Linked DNA regions of Mus musculus: region 2 is linked to region 1. Evidence: chromatin contacts called from public Hi-C data. All regions are on one chromosome and are shown on one strand. The core of a region is the stretch at or near the end of the contact, and the rest is flanking DNA. Distances in the headings are between cores, read along the strand shown. Region 1 overlaps Trpm3 (transient receptor potential cation channel, subfamily M, member 3). Region 2 holds the start of Klf9 (Kruppel-like factor 9).

Region 1 (3,528 bases), core at 453-2,952:
ATCCCCCTTCTCAGAGGAGAAAGGAAGGGGAGGAACTGTGAGAGGAGGAGAGTGAAAGGAAGGGGGCTGATATTGGAATATAAGTGAATACATAAATTATTTTTTAAAGAAGCAAGAACAAAACAATTTAAAAATAGTAAAAAAAAGAAAATCATATAGAATCAAAAGGGACCTTAGACAGACAAAGCGATCCTGATCAAGAAGAACCATGCTAGTTGATCCATAAAATCTGACTTCAAGTTACAAAATAGAGTCACAGCAACAAACATTGCATGATAGTGGTACAAACCAGATGCACAGATACATGCAGTATATAATAGAGGAACCACACAGTGCCAGCTACTTTATTTTTGACCAAGATGCTATCATACACATTGGAGAAAAGACAGCATCTTCAACAAATCATGCTGGCAAAACTGGATAGTCTCATGTAACAGATGGAACTAAATGCCTATGTCTTACCTGTTCAAAATCAATGTAAAATGGATCAACTACCCTAATGTAAGATCTGAGCCTCTTCAGCTGTTATAGAAAAGTATAGGGAAAGACTTCAAGATATTGACATGTAAAGGACTTTCTAAAAGACAGCAACTCAGAAAAGTACCAACAATTAATTAAGAGGATGGCATGAAATTTGATAGCTTCTAAAAAGCAAGATAATTGACTGAAAAGACAGCCAATGTAATGGGAGAAAAAGATTGTTGTTTATATATAACAGAGATATCTAGGATATCTAAACAACAACACCCCAACCTCCCCCCACATCAAACTAAAATAAACAAAACACTACTAGAAACACAAACAACATAATCAACAAATGGACTAATGAAGTGAATAAAAAGCTCTCAAAAGATGAAGTTAACATGCCCAATAAATACACGATGACATGCAGATCACCCTCAGTTATCAGGGAAATGCAAATAAAAACTCAGAGGTCCCATCTCTTTCAAGTCAGAATGGCAGTCATTAAATAACACAAATTCTGGCCAAGATGAGATTACAGTGCCATATCTACTCTGCTGGTGGAACTGTAAACTAGCCAAGCCACTGTGGAAATCAGTATCTAGGTCCTTCAAATGACTAAAATTAGAACTAGCATATGGCTGATCTTTACCACTCCTGGGTGTATGTACTCCTGAAGGGCTCCAAGTCAGCGTGCCAGAGAGATGCTTACACACACACGTTTATCAGAACACTGTTCACAGCTATCAAATTATGGACTCAGCCTAGCTGTCCACTGACAGGTCAATGGTTAAAGAAAAGTATGTGTTTAGCTGTAAAGAAGAATAAAATTACGAGTTTTTCTAGAAAATTGATGTGATACAGCATCATCATATTAAAGTAAACCAATCCAAATTCAGATAATACATGTTTACTTTCATATGTTGATCCTAGATTGTATATAGACATATAAACACACACATATACATGTGACATAAAAGCAGGAGGGATAATGGGGAGAAGAGATACTAGGAAGAGTGGGAGAGGAAGGTGGGGATATAGTAAATGATTTGGTTACAGTCCATGACACACTTAAGGAAAACTGTCTTCATAAAACCCGTCATATTGTATAATTAATATAAACCAATAGAATTTTTAAAAAGAAATAAGAAGAGCAGTGCAGTAAGCGATCTAGACCTCTAACTAGTGGAGAGCCCTGGCTTGGACAATCTGCAGTTGTAGAGTGAAGCCAGTCAGAACTCTGAGTAGAGAGGAACACCTACTGGCAAAGAGGGTATGAGGCTGGTGCATTCTGAACTCTGGAGTTTAAATAATACATGTCCTTGTTTGCACATGAAAATAATGATGAGGAATATGTAATGCCTGATGGTAGCCATAGGGGAAGACACTGTACAAGTTTCTCATATTTTTCTCATGTGTTTGTTGGAATGCCCCAGGTAATGTAAGATTTCCCTCAAAACATCTAAAAAACTGCACCAGAGTTTCAAGAACAAAATGAGAGACTCCACTCCTTTGCCTATCCATTGCAGTTGATCACATCGAAGTCTTCAGTATCTCTTCCTTGTTTGTGGACACCCAGTGGGAAGTGTCTGTCTGTCATTCTTTCTGTAGCCGGTCTCTTTTCTTTCCAACATTCTGCATCCCACCTTGCTCAGTAATTTTCCTACAGCACAAGATTATCAGACTAAGTGAAAAAAAAATCCTCTAAGAGCTTCTCATTTGCTAAGAATGAAATTTCAAACAGCTAAGCATGCAGGCCAATTCCCCGCATGACCTCACTTTTTCCAGCTTGAACATTCATTTCTCTTCATTGGTCACTTGATGCTGTAGTCAGACAGCCCTGGTTAAGAAACAGGTCCCCTCTCAGCAAATAATTTTCCCACAGGGAATGTTCCATTCCCACAGGAAGAGCCCTCCGCACCTACTACTCAACCTCCTAATACCTGTTTAGTAGCCTTCATCTGTGCACACATGCACACATGCATGTGCGTATGGAGGTCATAAATTAACCTCGGAGCCATCTACTTTGTTTTTGGGGGAAGAGAGCTGGTTTGTGGGCACTGGGATCTAACTCAACTCTTCATGCTGGTGAAGGAAGTCCATCACTGACCATGCTGTCACTCTAGTCCCACTTGGTAGTTTCTTGAATGCTAAGTGGTTTCTTGAATGCTCAACATAATATCTCTTTATCGCTTTCCTCAGCCAGAATTAAACCTACCTTCTCTTGCACTCCTGGGATATTTTGTTCATTCCCTTATTTTTCTATTCTACTTGTCTTTATTATGTCTATCCATGACTGATATCTGTTTGTGAAGGTATAGCTTAGTGTTTATTTGCCCATCAAGCAATGCAGGTGTCTGTAAATGGTGTCAAGAATACGAAGCAATAACAATATGCCTTCTTAAACAGGCCCCGCATTACCTTAACACCGGTAAACATGCCAGTGTGAACAGGAGACATTTCACAAGACCCCACTGTCTTGATGAAAAGCTAAAGGCTATTAAAAATGCCAGGGGGTGGGAGAGAGAGAGAGAGAGAGAGAGAGAGAGAGAGAGAGAGAGAGAGAGACAGAGAGAGAGAGAGCTATTTTCCTACAGTGATGAGCACCCTGTGGTTATCCAATACCAAGTAGTTGGCCCTGAAAAATATAAGCAAGCAACACTAAACAGATTCAGTAGGTTGTATTTATAAATTTATTTGACTATTAAAGAATAAGATGCCATGGATTCCATAAGAAGTGGGGAGTGAATGGGAGGCCTTGGAAGGAGAAAAGGGGGATGATGTAATTATATTTTATAATTAATAAAAAAAGAGAAACAAAGAACATGATGCCATCCATAAAATTTAGCAATCATTGCAGTGGGAGAGGGAAGAAGGGAGGCAGGGAGACAGGGAGACAGGGATGGAGGGAGGGAGGGACAGAGACAGAGTCAGAGAGAAAATATCAGTTTTCTCTAGAATAAAATCATCCTTAGACACAGGTATATATGCATAACACTGACTGAACTCAGCAAGCATGTGTATACATATATAAAACAATAGAAATTAAAGTAAAATAGGTCAAGA
Region 2 (3,528 bases), core at 707-3,206, 500 kb before region 1:
ATAACAACAGTTACAAACGACCCTTCCCTAGCTGACCTCAACACTTGTTCATATGTGAACGCCTTCCACCTTTTTCTAGGCATGTTTAACTAGAACCACCAGAGCTAGTTGACCAGGGTCCTACTAAGCTCCTAAAGCCAGTTCCCTAGAGCAGATGGTTTTACAGCCACGTTGGTGTGCTGCGTGGCCTACAGCTAAGAGGAACGCCCCCACACTCATCCGTGAGGCCTTGAACTCCAGCAAAGACCACACCTCTCTCCTAAGGCTTCAGGCATGAGACCAAATAAGTCACATGGGAACAGATCAGCACTGAATCACGTTCCTTAGGAAAGCTAACTAGTCAAGAAGTTAATCCACCATCCATTCCTTCATCAGTCTCCCCTGCAGCCTGAAGCAGTTTTATTTTAAACCTCTCAGGGGACTCTTAGCCAAATTTAAAACCACCTTGGCAAGCCCTGAAAAGTAGCCGCCATCCAGTTAAATGAGTCCTTAGTCATCCTAAAACGATTCACGCAGAGTGCGGCTCCCCTCCCAGGCCGACCCCTCCGTTGCAACCCCACCAGGGAATGGGATAAAAGCTGCGCCATTTGACTACCCTACCCCCCAGCGTCTCCCCAGGTGGGGCGACCCCGCAGCGGCGGGGTACGGAGTCCCGGGGGCGGGGCGGGTAAGGGAGGGGCGGGCCGGCTCCAGGCCGAGCCACGCAAGCCACTTGCTCAGAGCGGCGGTTGGGGGGGTGGGGGTGGGTTCGGGTGGCTCCTAAAGGTTGGAGCCAAGTAAGGAGAGAGTGCAGGAGTTAAGCAGCATCTTCTCCAAAATGTTTGCAGCCTCTAGGCCGAGTGCGGTGTCCTGGGCGCCCAGGAATGCTGGCCGGCCAAAGGTTAGCTAAAGCCCGAAGCGGGGGAGAGGCGACGCCGCTAACCTGTATGCACTCTGTAATGGGCTTTAAGATGGGAGGATTTTCCATAGACTTTCCCACAGCCACTGTAGGGGCACTTGTGCCTCTTTTCGGAGGCGTGTTTCCCCTTCGAAGCCACTCCAGAGTGGAGGAGGGAGAGTGGGCTGGGCGCGCTGCCAGAATCCTGTCTCTCCTCCGGGCTGTGGGAAGGACTCGACCCAGATTCGGTGGTCACGTCGCTGTCGGATCCTATATCCTCATCGGGACTCTCCAGACTGTCGCTGCACACCGAGGGGGTCTGGATGGGTCGGTATTTGTTGAGGTCCAACAAGCTCTTGGCGATAGTGACCAGCGTGCAATAATCCTTCCAGGTGTCCCCCGGGTCACCGTGTTCCTTGGTCACCTCGCGCTCAGGTAGTCGCAGCCGCTCGGCTTCCGGAGCGCCCCCGTGCTCCGGCACGGCGGCGCGGTTGGAGATGGAAACCAGACACTGGGCAGCCACGAAGTCCATGTAGGCGGCCGCGGACATGGTGCGGGCGACGGCAGCCCGGGCGGTGCGGCCAAACTTGAAGGTGGCTGCGGAGCTTCGGCTAGCCCTGCCCTGGCCTCGGACGACGAGCGCGGTGCGGCGCGGCCGAGGGGGCGGGGGCGCGGGAGCTTGCGACTCGCGGGAGCGCCGAGGCGACCTCAGCCCCTCATCTTTACGTAACCGGCAGCGCCTCCGCACGCAGCAGCCGCGGCCGGCTCCGCCGCTGTCGCCGCCGCCCTGCCCGGCGCCCCGCGCGATCCCACGATGGGCGCGCCCTCCTCGGAGAGATGCCACACGTGGCGGTCGCAAGTTTATTCGACTGCAAACGTGTCGGAGTCCCAGAGAAAGCCAACTGCGAGCCAGGCGCACGTCCTCGACCGCCTCTCCGCCGAGCTGACGCCCCGGGGCATCAGCCGAGTACGCGGACGAGGGGGGCCGGGGCTGAGTGGGGCTCCGCGCCTACGAGACACTTCTTCCCGCGTCCGCCGACGGCCGCTGAGCCCCTGGTCCTGCCGCGCCGCGCCTCTCCGGCATTCTCCAGCTCAGTAACAATTTCGCAGAATCCCATCACGTCACAATCCAGGCCCCCTCCAATTGGCCAGTGGGGAGGGTGATTCAACTCTGTTTACTTTCTCCCCCTGCCAGTCAGAAGGGCCCTTCGGTGGAGAGGTGCGTCTAGAACTACGGCGCGCGGCCAATCCGACCGTTCCGTTCCGCCGCCGCGTGCTGCCCCTCCAGCCCCGAACGCTGACATTTAAAAGGGAAACTGCTCGGAGCCCGGCAACCAGCGGCTGCGCATCCCCGCAGATGCCGCCCAGACCGCGCGCGCGCCTACGCCTCCCGGCCCACGTGCCAGCTGGCGTGGCTTGGGAACGCTTCTCCCCTAGGCAGTTACGCCCATCCCTAGGGACGAAACAGAACTTCAACTTCGGGTTCCCAGCCCTCAAACAGTTAAGTGACTTCCTGCAAACGCTACAGTCCCAGCAACCAGGCTTCCAATCAAAAGTAAGTTGGTTGATGTCACTGGCATTGGCTCAGCCAATCAGAAGGGCGTTCCAAAAGGAAGCGCCCGACACTTGTAAACCTGCGGAGCAGAAGTGAATCGGACAGATCTTTTCATATTTGTGTTGCTGGTGCTAACTCTAAAATATAGATGGAAGGACGGGGTGCTTAATAAACTAAGTGTGAGTCAAATTTTAAACCCTCGATATGGCAGGCCACGTTGTCCAAGGACAGACTCGGATGAGACAGCATCAATTCGTTCTTGTTTGGAATGCAGCACTTAGATGTTTAAAAGTTCTTTCACCCCACACATTAACCAAGAGAAATTCATCTAAAATTTTTCACAGCTAACAAAAGATCCGGTTCCGTATTAAATGGTTCTTACACAAAAGCACCGCCATCTTGGCATTTTGCTAAACCTCCTACTTCCTTGGGCGCCTTTGACTCTAAATTCGCTCTGTCTTGAAGCTATCTTAACCCATAAACTGAGACCAATAAGACATTGCATTTGCATAACTTGAAAAAATCCTTTTCTTTGTAGGGACTCCTCCCTGTTCCTGCTGGGCAAGCCTTTCCTTCCTCTTGCTTCACAATTGTAGAGAACAAGACTGGTCTACCTTATCAGGTAGACGACCGCAGAACTCAAAAAAAAAAAAAAAAAAAAAAAAAAAAAGCACAGGGTTCCCGATTCCTGACTCTGCTTTAGAGGAGCCACCCCTGTGAAATATTAACTGTGTTAAATAGTCCTGAGAACTGGAATCATCCAGAGAGCCTTAACAACTGAATCTTGTGGCTTTACTTGGTCAACAATTAGTGTGGGGTTGGGAGTCTGATGAACTCAGTGTGCTTCTTCCTGAGATGAGTGCTGGGTTGTTTTCCATCATGATAGCTAAGGATCTACAGCAGGGCATACAGTCAACACTGCGGGTTTACAATCCCTCCATTGCCTGGCGGTGGTGGTGCACGCCTTTGATCCCAGCACTCGGGAGGCAGAGGCAGGCGGATTTCTGAGTTCGAGGCCAGCCTGGTCTACAGAGTGAGTTCCAGGACAGCCAGGGCTACACAGAGAAACCCTGTCTCGAACCCCCCCCCAAAAAAA

The links. A called contact is a pair of places that touch in the nucleus more often than the background predicts.
Region 2: a contact with region 1 is called in a Hi-C map of cerebellum, with 2.0 times the contacts expected there. A contact is called at or near these places in 2 of 39 promoter capture datasets (hippocampal neurons and maxillary cranial neural crest) and 1 of 484 Hi-C or Micro-C datasets (cerebellum).

The regions. Positions count from the first base shown.
Region 1 is chr19:22,636,150-22,639,677 of GRCm38.p6, reverse strand. The region is part of intron 1 of Trpm3 (transient receptor potential cation channel, subfamily M, member 3); the gene reads right to left. Among named protein-coding and RNA genes, the nearest start is that of Mir204, 110 kb to the left of the region's middle.
Region 2 is chr19:23,139,654-23,143,181 of GRCm38.p6, reverse strand. It overlaps Klf9 (Kruppel-like factor 9), which reads right to left and starts at 1,956. Exons shown (of 2, transcript NM_010638.5): 1 at 923-1,956. The coding sequence starts at 1,427.